Linked DNA regions of Gossypium hirsutum: region 1 is linked to region 2. The links are chromatin contacts, called in public Hi-C maps. All regions are on one chromosome and are shown on one strand. Each heading gives the region's core, a stretch centred on a gene start, on an enhancer-like site or on the middle of the called end of the contact. The rest is flanking DNA. Distances are from core to core; before and after follow the strand shown. Region 1 overlaps LOC121211439 (probable U3 small nucleolar RNA-associated protein 11). Region 2 holds the start of LOC121210977.

What was found. A called contact is a pair of places that touch in the nucleus more often than the background predicts.
Region 1: a contact with region 2 is called in a Hi-C map of leaf, with 1.8 times the contacts expected there. The contact joins the enhancer-like site here to the promoter of LOC121210977 in region 2. A contact is called at or near these places in 3 of 34 Hi-C or Micro-C datasets (hypocotyl and leaf).

What each region holds. Positions count from the first base shown.
Region 1 is chrA12:91,275,691-91,281,538 of Gossypium_hirsutum_v2.1, reverse strand. All of the region lies in intron 4 of LOC121211439 (probable U3 small nucleolar RNA-associated protein 11), which reads right to left. Among protein-coding and RNA genes, the nearest start is that of LOC121211439, 8.2 kb to the right of the region's middle. Within about 2 kb of position 3,613, at least 5 of the 9 cell types and tissues checked have an H3K27ac peak or open chromatin away from gene starts, as enhancers often do. A contact at or near this core is called in leaf, where this site is marked.
Region 2 is chrA12:91,094,803-91,100,366 of Gossypium_hirsutum_v2.1, reverse strand. LOC121210977 reads right to left here and starts at 1,458. Exons shown (of 3, transcript XM_041083060.1): 1 at 928-1,458; 2 at 691-768; 3 at 161-569. The coding sequence starts at 1,102. The coding sequence ends at 259. It overlaps LOC121210976 (receptor protein kinase-like protein ZAR1), which reads right to left. Exons shown (of 2, transcript XM_041083059.1): 1 at 4,432-5,564; 2 at 2,517-3,492. The coding sequence ends at 2,861.

The DNA of each region.
Region 1 (5,848 bases), core at 2,364-4,863, 180 kb before region 2:
GGAATTTGCTGGTTCAGGTACCCTTTCTTTAGAACTGAACCACATATAGTGAGCCCTATGAGCCTGCCCTAGGTAGAATCGAACCAATCCCTGGTGGTCACCCAATTAGGTACTTTTTTCTGTTGTTTATTTCTCTTGTGCTAACGTGCTTTGTTTTGTTTATGATTGCATTGTATTACATCATCATAGAAAGGAGGTATTGATTCATATTCGATTGCTAAATAGAAGAGCTTGTCATGGAAAAATGAATTTCTTGATAAAGTGGAATATAATACGGCCGTCCGAATATAGTCTAAGTAGACACAACGAAGGAAAGCTGATAGTCCGCGGAAGAAAACAAGATTTTATTTTATTGCCCGAGGATTCAAGCTGACAAGGATTATTCAAGAGCCGTCACGCCTCAACTTTCTTAAAGAAGCTAATGAGCATCATGGGGATAAGTGAACAATGAACTGCGGCCTAGATCAAGCAAAAAGAAAATAATAGAGATAACTTTTGGGAAGATTCGCAAGTTTCGACCATAACATCTGGATATGAAAAAAAAGCTTGATGTCTTCAATTAGACTATGAGGGCAATGTCGCATATGTAATCCGTTTTATGTAAAGAAATTTATTTTCTAGAAAAGTTTTTCTAATGGAATTGAATTCAGAATCAACGCCTCTCTTTCTTTTTGCATTCTTCCCATGCATTTGCATTACATTGCATCATACGCATTAGATTTCATAAAAGACCCTTAATTAATTAAAATTATTTCAGTTAATCTGGAAACCGACAAAAATTTACCAACCAAGCATTGTTACGGTATTTTTGCTCAATTTTGATATCTTCCTCCTCTTCTCTTCCTCCTTATTTATTTGTGTAAACAATGGCTGGTTATCCTCCAACTTTTTAATTTTTTAATATAATTTTTATTTAAAAATAAAATTATTTTAATTAAATATAACTAATAATTTTATTATATAATAAATAAAATTACAATATGATTATTAATATCATCAACTAAGAACAATTATCACAATAAATACAAAACACAAAATATTATTTTCTAATAAAATATTTATTCAAGTTTTTATTAATGTATAATTTAAAATAAAGAAATTCTGACCTTATACTTTTATGGCCATTTTACCAGAAAAAGCCCATTTCAAAAATTATTTACGGAAATGGGCCAACTTTTTGATTATTTACTGGAAAGGGCCAAATTCAGCGAAAACGCGTCCACATCAGCACGATTTCAAGGGATATGCTAGCAAAGCGCTTCCCTGAGGGAACATTTTTGCCATGTCAGCACAAATCACGCCCTCGTGGACACTCTTTACTGATGTGGCAAAAATGCTCCCCCAGGGATACGTTTTAGCTCGGGTTTAAATTTTCAAAAAAGGTCATTTTTTTAAATGTCACAAAAATAAACCAATTTTTTTGAAAATTTACAAGAATAAACCTTAAAAAAGGCTCAAAGTGATAACACCACTTTTTTTAAGGTGTCACAAATTAATATGAAAACAAAACTTAGAAAGCAAATCTTTATATAGACTCAAAGTCTCATTTCTCATGTTTTCTTAAGCAATGTGGGATATGAGATATGTGTATATATAGACTCATGAATAGGTTTGCAGCTTGTTCCTAAATAATGTGGGATTCCTTCCTCTTTTAACTAACAACATGAGACTAAATGCTACACTATATTTTATAAGATTTTTACAGAACAATTTCTATTTTTTTATATTTTGTTAACATTTTCTCATATTATAAAATTATCTTTTGAGATATTTAATCTTGTTGCATTTTAGAATTGTTAACATATACAAAAGAACTATTAAAAAAAGAGAACAAATTGCACATATGAAACTTGTACATGCAATAATCTTCTATTCAACTTTAAATGTTTGAAGTTAATATCAATGCAATTCTAATTTTTAAAATAATTTTCCATTATTTAAATTTAGAAGTTATACTTTTAATTTTTTAATTTTAATTTTAATTTTATATTATGAATGTTTGATTAATAAATAAATGGTGAGTATTTGGCACTCAAATAGTATTTTTTTGTAATTTTAAAAAAATTGATATATCTTTTTTAAATATTTACTTATTTTTAATATTTTACTATACTAATTAATTTTTTTAATTCTAATTTTAATTTAATTTTCATCACCTAATGAATGCTGATAAATTTATTTTAGATGTATTTTGACTAGATAGATAATTTATTTAAACATAGTATATAATTATGTTAAATAAGTTTTTTCATAGAAATATATAATATACATAAAATATAATAATTATTTTTCATATTTTTATATCTAGATTAAATTACATTAGTAGTCACTTAACTATGATTTTTTAGCTATCGAATTATAAAAACTTACAAAATGATCACTCAACTATTAGTAATTTTTTAAATATTTATTTTTTAATATTTTACCACACTTATTTTATATTTCATAATTTTTTTACTTATAGAGTTTAAAATTTTTATTTATGATGTAACAAATGTTAACTTTTTGTAAAAAAAATTAAACTTTAAGTAAAAAAAATATAAAATATAGTGTAGCTTTTAATCTCATGTTGTTAGTTAAAAAAGGAAGGAATCCCACATTGTTTAGGAACAACCTGCAAACCTATTCATGAGTCTATATATACACATATCTCATATCCCACATTGCTTAAGAAAATAAGAGAAATGAAACTTTGAGTCTATATAAAGATCTTTGTAAGTTTTGTTTCCGTATTAATTGATGCTACATTAAAAAAAGTGGTATTATCACTTTGAGTCTTTTTTTAAGGTTTATTCTTGTAAATTTTCAAAAAAATTGGTCTATCTTTATAATATTTAAAAAAAATGACCTTTTTTTGAAAATTTAAACTCAGGCTAAAATGTGTCATTGGGGGAGCGTTTTTGCCACATCAGCAAAGTGCGTCCACAAGGGCGCGATTTGAGTTGACATGGCAAAAATGCTCCCCCAGGGAAGCGCTTTGCTGGCATATCCCCTGAAATTGCGCTCATGTGGATGCGTTTTTGTAGAATTCGGTCCTTTTCGGTAAATAATCAAAAAGTTGACCCATTTTTGTAAATAATTTTTGAAATGGGCTTTTTCTGGTAAAATGGCCAATAATTTAATCTAATATTTTTTTAAAATCAATTCAATTATAAAATTAGTAAAATACTTTTTATAAACAAATTAAATTATATTTTTAAGAGTAAATTTTTTTAAATAATAATCATAATAAAATTTAAAATTTAATCATAAGATATGAAACTGAAACCTTATGCCTAATAAATACTTACCTTTATCATTATAAATAACACATCAATCGATTTAAAAATATCAAATTATAACAGATTAATCAAATTTATAAAAAATGTAAAGTATAAGGATCTTTTATTAAATTTGACCAATTAAAATTTATTGATTATAGAATCAGAAACTAGGCAATTACCAAAGACAGTGTTGATAGGGTTCATGGCGACTTGATTTTTAGCAGCGTCACCGATTAAATGATCGGAATCGGTGAAAGCTAGGTAAGACGGCGTCGTTCTGTTGCCTTGGTTGTTGGCGATGATTTTGACTAGGTCATGTTGCCACACTCCGACACAGGAGTATGTCCTGCCTAGATCAATTCCGATAGCTGGTCCTTCCCCTTTTGCAGCCATTGACATTGATTACTGTGAACAATCAAAGAAATCAGACGGTCGTGGAATTACCCTTTTTTTTTTTTGAATGGAGGGAGAGAGTTAGAAAGAGAAGAGAGAAATTATACACATGATTGTCTGCTTTGGTCTATTATTTATGTAAATTGCATAATTAGTCATCTAATTTTCATAAGTTTTCATTTCGATCACTGAAAATAAAACATTTTCAAATATGGTACCGCCATTAGATAGTTTTTCTAGTAACTCGTCGTAAATAGTTTTCTTGTTTTGATTGCTCGACAATTATTGGGCTAATAAAAATGTTATTGTACACTTATTTTAATTATTCAACTTTAGTAAATTTTTCATTTTAGTTATTCATTTTTATCTTTTTAAATTCTTTTATTTTTTCTTTGTAATAAATAATTTTAATTTTTTCGATAAAGGAAAACATGAGTTTTGACGGGGAATTATTGAATTTTTATAAGAAAAATTAGAGTTTTTGCAAGGAAATATCATTTTATCTTTTTAATTTCAATTTTTTCTCTTTGTTTAGAATTAATTTTAAGTTTTTTAGCCAAAAAGGAAAAAAAAACATGTATTTTACTAGAAAAACCATTTTTCTCAAAAAATAGTTCTTTTTAGAATTAATTTTAATTTCTTTTTTCATAAAAAAAGAAAACATAGGTTTTTACTGAGGATTACTAAGTTTTTATAGGAAAACACTTGTGCTTTCACAAGGAGAAACTTGAGTTTTTACAATGAATTATTTGGATTTTTATACGAAATTGAGTTATAGTTTCAACTCCACAATTGGGAAATTTAATTTCTTATAAAAACCCAAGTTTTCCTTTTTTTTGGAAAAATTAAAATAATAAAAATTTACTAAAGTTGAGTGATTAAGATGAGTGTATACTAATATTGCCGTTAGCCAAATTAATAGCAAGTGACTAAAATAAAAACTATCTAACAACGGTGTTATATTTGTATATTTTTTTTATTTTTAGTGACCAAATTGAAAATTTATGAAAATTAAATGAATTATTGTGTAATTTACTCTTATTATTTTTATAACTTCTTTTTTTTTTTTTATCAAATAGGTTAATTTCATCATATGTCTCCAAATTACACTTCAGATTTTATATTAGTCTTAAAATTCTCTAAAACATTTTAATTGGATCATTAAATATCAATATCATGTTAATCTAGGTTTTTTTGTTAACTTAAATCTCAACTTGGATGTTTAAATTTTGTTCAGGTATGATAAGAAGTGTATTTAAAACACGTCGATCAAATTTAAATATTTATGTATGTATAACATGAATAGCTTAGATCTCCGATTTTAAAAAAATAATATTCTAAATTTTAATAATTTTATTTTTTAGGATTAATGTATAGTTTGCCCTCTGAACTTATCTAAAAATGCTTAGTTGGTACCTAAAATTTTTTTTGACCTAGTTGGCATTTGAACTTGTATTCTGTTACGCACTTTGATAACTTCGCACTAAACAATTAGTTTGTATTGATGTGGCAATGATAGCCAATCATATGATGACACATGATATCCTCTTATTAAAAATTTTAAAAAAAATCTTTACAAATATATAAATTAATAATGGGTAAACTACGCCCAAGGTCAATAAACTATTCATAAGTTTATGTTTTGATCACTCAACTTCATAAAGTTACAAAATAGTCACTGAACTATTCGAAAGTTTTTACTAAAGTCACTAGGCTATTAATTTTTTTTAAAAAAGTTCAATTAGCAAGCTTGAGCCAACGATTAGATAATTGGTATTGTGGATTAGTACTCATTGACTGAAGGTGCTCATGGGCTAGACCAAGCTCATGCAAGGTATCTAGATCAAATTTTCAAACTTGGGCCTGGTCCGACCTGAAAAAATGGGCTTACTTTTTTGCCCAAGCTCCACTCAATTTAAGAAAAGTTTTCATGTAGCACCCTAAACCCGGCCCAGACGTTATGGCCGGATCCGACATGCCACATCGAAGCGTTCAAAACATTTTATATTGTTGATCCAGAAAAACCTACTTAGTGTTTTAAAAGATAATTTCATTATAGGTTAAAATGAATGGAAGCTGTGCACCAGATAGGAAACCGGAAAAGAGGAGGTGAGTCTATCGGACTACTTAAGTACCAAGCTCCCTTCGGATCCAATCCTAAACATGCACACCACCATTGCCACACCTTAACG
Region 2 (5,564 bases), core at 209-2,708:
TTAGTTGGATTCTATTTTTTTTTTATTCATTATGTATTTTGGGATCCTTAAGCTTATGTATTTGTTATGGTTAAATTTTAATGGTATGTACATGGATGTGTTTTGTGCCATTTTGCTAATTTTTATAAATTCCACACTCACACAAGAAAAAAGAAAAAACTAGAGTTGAACCATTTTCAATTTTGAGATTGTAGATTGTTTACAAGAGATTTATACAGAATAAATATCAGTTATTGTGAGGGTTTATTAGCCCTTTCTTTATCTCATTAAAGCCCATGTTTGGTGGGCTGATTTTTTTTCCCCAGGGGAGCATCTTGCTTCATTACTGCCAACGGAGTTGGAGATGGATTCATGCGCACTTCTGCTTCTTGACTTTGGAAGCTTGTTCAGCATTTCAGCTTTGTCTTCCAACTCATCTTTCATATTTGTGTAATTATTCACAGCATCATCATCATCATCATTAGAGCTCTCTCTAAATAACTCAATTAGTTGCTTCTTTGTATCTGTGGGAGAATTTTCCTTCAAGGTTTTCCGGTTTTTAGGGCTATTTCCGCAAGAAAAAGTAGAATCTGGATGAAACCAAGCTTTGTCAAAAGCAACGATGTGATTTTGAAGTTAAGAAACTTAGCAATGCTATTATTATGGGGAAATGAAAATAGTTTGTCTCAACAAAATTAGGGAAAATCTCACCACCATTCACACTGAAGAAATCTTCACTGTCAGATTCTAACCATTGGATGGAATCAAAAAACTTCTCCTCTGTGTTACCTGCATAGAAATGATAGACACACTTCAGTTAGATATGTTAAAAACTTGAGTAAATTAGTTTCCAGGCAATAATAAAGGTTAAAGATCTGCATAATGTAATAATCCATTGATGACAAAAAAAGAAAATAAATGTTAAGAAAGCCAGGTTAAGGAACAAACTCGAGTCTCGAAAACTAATTTCTTGTTCCATTGATGATGGCTGACGCCTGGAACCGAGTTCAGCAATGGAGCGCTCCTTTCTGGCAATGTTCTTCTTAGTGGGGGATTGAATTTGGGCACTAAGATTCATGTCTATAGCATCTTTGTTCTTGCAAACTCTAGCGCAATTGCCCATGTCTTTTTGCGACAATGACTGTGTCTCCTACACATTCATGAGGCGGCACTTTAACCAGCCTGTTTTTCTTCAATGCAAGCCAAGAAAAAAAGAGAAGAAAATTGAGAGAGAAAGGATAGGAATATGGGATTTTAGCTTCTTTTTTTTTTTTTTTGCTTGAATTAAATCAACCAAAATGAGGGGAAGGGAGTGGGGAGCTGATTGCTCTTAAAAGCAAAGAAATATCACTGCTTGCTAGCTTGGGTCCATCCATAATCAATGATCTCTTAATTTGGCCTTTATACTGTGCCATTATCTTTGTTTGATTGATACCTTTCTTACTGAACTATTATTTTCATGGCCGTTGCAGGAAAAGAAATAAAGGTTGTTTGTGGGGGTGGTTTCATCATTCCTCTTTTTTGGATTTGTTTTAACTTTGCTTTACCGACATTAACCTCGTTCCAAACTTGTATGCTAAGTTCAGTGTATAAAAGGAACCCTGAATCCAGATCAACTTGACAGTTCTTTTCTTATCTTTGCTTTGCTTTGAATAATTTTCAGATCCCGTTGTATTGTATTGTATTGTAGGGATCACCAAAGACTGAAGAATTCAACTTTGATTTTGTTATACCAACAAGTATAACGCCACATCTCAACAGAACTTAGTGTTGGCCACCTCAGAAGTCGAGTATAGAAGTGCAGCTAATGCAACATCCGAATTGACATGATTTCGTTCTCTGCTGGATGAAATATGTGTGAAGATTAAAGGCATACCAGTAATTTGGTGTGATAATTCCAGCACGGTGTCCTTGGCAGCAAATCCAGTGCTACATGCTCATGTTAAGCATGTTGAGCTTGACTTACATTTTGTGCGTGACAAGGTGCTCAGCGACAACTTCAGGTCAACTATGTACCTGGGAATGATCAAGTAGACCAAACCGTTAACCATAGGTGTTTTTTCTTGTTGTCATGCTAAGATGAATGTGATTGCTATTGAGTCTGGAGGGGGAATATCAGAAGTAACTAAGTAACTTGAATTAATTAAGAGCAATTCATTGTTAGTTAAGTAGTTAAGGGTAGTTTTCTACTTTGTTAATGATTCATTTCTGGAGTATAAGTATTGAATGTGGATTGTAATTGTTAAGTTAGATTAATGAGTTTTCTAATAAGACTATACTCTTAATTTCGTTAGAAGTCTAGAATGGTTGAGTTTCAACTTTCATCTATATTTACTTTTTCTATTAAGAGTTGGAAGTTGCCAACTAACTGGCGAGTTCCCTCATGGTTTATTTATTTTCCTAAAAACATTAAATCTGAGTACTAGTTTTTTCTTCTCAAATTCCATGGCCTTATAGGATACACTTGCCATATGATCAACAGTGTTAAGTAAAAGGGTCAAACTTAATGTCAGAAAAATAATATCTAACAAAAATGATTTACTTAACCCATGAAATGTGCATTTAACCCTACACAGATAGAATTAATGCCTTAGCACTGTGGCCTTGAATTGTTAGAAAAGAAAGAAATTATTACAATCACATCCCAGGGATAAACAGAAATTTAAAATTACAAAAAAAAAAAAATTGTAGCCAAGAAAGGACACATTGTCTCCTATTGGCTCTCCCGAGACAGTTGAATTTTCAAGAAAATTTTGGGCCTAATCTGGAAAACCATTTAGAGGAATGAATATAGTTAATCTTCGACCCCTAACAAAAATCAGTATACCATGTTATTTCACAGACAAAAGACAAAACAAGCTTATATATGTGTGTTGTTAATTTATGTTCCAATTCTTTCAAGATTCTCGGAAACAGTTTTCATCCTGGGTCGAATCTCAGGGTCTGCTTCAGTGCATGCAAGCGCTACATGAAAAACAGCTAACACTTCCTTCTTGGAATGCACTTCTTGTAATAACATCGGATCCACCATATCCGACAAGGGGTTTTCTTCTTCGAATCCTTTCCTTACCCACCTCACCAGGTCTGGAATTTCCATGGAAGTGGATGTGGTCGGAGATAGCTCAGAGGACTTCCCGGTGAGTAGTTCAAGTAAGACCACTCCAAACGAATAGACATCCCATTTTTGGGTGGGTCGACCACCGATGACTCGAGCCTCCGGCGCTTGGTAGTTGTTGGTTCTTTCGGTTTGGATCGATTTGTAAGGAAGTCCGCCAATGAAGCCACCGGACGAAGAGGGATCGCTGCCGGTGATGGTGATGAGTTTGTTGAGTCCAAAATCGGAAATGTAGGGATGGAATTCATGGTCAAGGAGGATGTTGGAGGGTTTGACGTTGCCGTGAACGAATTTCCTGGGACTGCATTCGTGAAGGTAGGCCAGGCCACGGGCGGATCCCTTTGCGATTTTCAGCCTTGTTGACCATGAAAGGTTTGTTGATGGCTGACCATTTCTGCCTGAAATTATTGTATTAGCTATATAATAAAACTACATAAATGAGTATCTAAACTCTTTTTCTTCTACGTAACATGTGTGGTATGGTAACTTAAAAAGATAATACTAAATTGACTTTTTTTTACCATATGATCCAAGGCCGAAGGTGACTGTTGGGGGACCTACCATTTGGTATACAACTCATTTAAAAGCAATAGTAACCTGTCAACCTCACTAACAAATAAGAGAGAAGCAAAAACAACTAGATTTTCTACTGTATTTTACCACTAAATTTGTACTAAACCATACCCGCTGTGGGTGTTTTCTTATTCAAAAGATCTCTTTATTATGCATGCATTTTTATTTTTTAAAAATAATAATATTTATTCTAAATATATATTTTTAAAATACAACATCTTTATACTAGATCGGAAAGTGAAGGTCTTTAACAAAAGTTTCGGCACTATGAGAGTACAATTGTAACGGAAAGGGACTACACTGGCAGGCCTAATGAGTCCCCGTGGGTGAGTAATTACACTCATAACGGGTCGCCCACTTTGGACCACTTCATTTCTAGATCATCATCATTAAGCATGACCAACGTTAGATTATTATTATTACCATTATTTATGCTTTTAAATATACCAAATAAAGAGAAAGGGAAGGAATACTAAATTTTATTAACATACCAAACACACGATTAAAAGAAGCAAATGTATCAACTAATGTTAGGAATGAACAGGGTTGAACCTTCAACATCATAGAAAAATATATACAAAAAAAAGAACGCAAATTGTATTAAATAATGATAAAAACTTAAACAAATTGTGATTGATCGGATGCAAGTGTTGAATATGTATTTGAAGGATAGGAAGACAGATTTTTGAGAAAAGAATAAAGAAAGTGTGGAGGATAAGGAAATAGTAGAGTTGGGTGGAAGAAGAGGAAAAAGAGAAGCTAACCTTTCATGGCATTGGTCAAATTGCCATTGGAGATGAAATCACTAATGAGAAGCTTTTCATCAGGAGCCCAGTAATAAGCTCTCAACTTCACAACATTGGGATGCTTAACCTTCCCAATGGCTTGAACTTCAGCAGCAAACTCCCTGCACCTCTGCTGATCTGATCCACCCTCACCCAATCGACGTACAGCTACGGGGACCCCATTTCCAAGGACCACCTTGTAAACTATGCCAAGCCCACTCTTTCCCAACACATAAGCTGACGCTCTAAGCAGCTCGTCCAGTTCAATGCTGAACCCTTTATCAATGGCCACCAACTCTCCTTCTCCCTTCGCCGATCTCTCCCCTTTCTCATGGTCTTCATTTTCCGAATCTTCGTTTTGAAACCCATTGATACAAGCACATGAACGAAGTTTCCTTCTATCGCTTTCACCAAATTTGCGTTTCCCAGTGCAGCTACAACCATTTGACGAATCTTTCTTTTTCCAGTAAATGTAGGCTATAATCAACCCTAAGAAAGCCAGTCCAGCGGCATCGGCTGCTGAGATTAACAAAATTAGTCCAGGGCCAATTCCTTTTTTCTGTGTTTCGCTTAAATTATTAGGGCCCGAGCTTTGAGTTCCTGAAAGACTAAAGTTGGAGTTTGTACAGGGTTTTTGAAGAGGAAACCCACATAAAAGAGGATTGTTTAGAAATGCCGTTGGTCCCTGGTTAGCAAACGATCCAGTTTCCGGTATTTCGCCGCTTAAATTGTTGTTTCTGAGATCAAAGCTGACAGTAACCGCCAAGTCACCTAAGGTTTTCGGGAGCTTACCAGACAAGTGATTGTAAGACAAATTGAGTGTCGTCGACAATGAATTTAACTCCCCGATGGTACTGGGAATCGACCCGTTGAATTCATTGGAGGAAAGATCGAGCTGAACTAAGTTTTCCATTTCCGGCCAAATCCCGCCGGGAATTTGACCCGAGAACTTGTTTTGAGCTAGGATCAACCTCTGTAACTGCTTGCAATTCTTAAGATTATCAGGCAAAGAACCCGACAGCGAGTTGTTGGAGAGGTCAAGGTTTTGTAACATCGGAAGATTGCAAATCAATGGAGGCAGCGAACCGGAAAGATTGTTACCGTACAAAAAC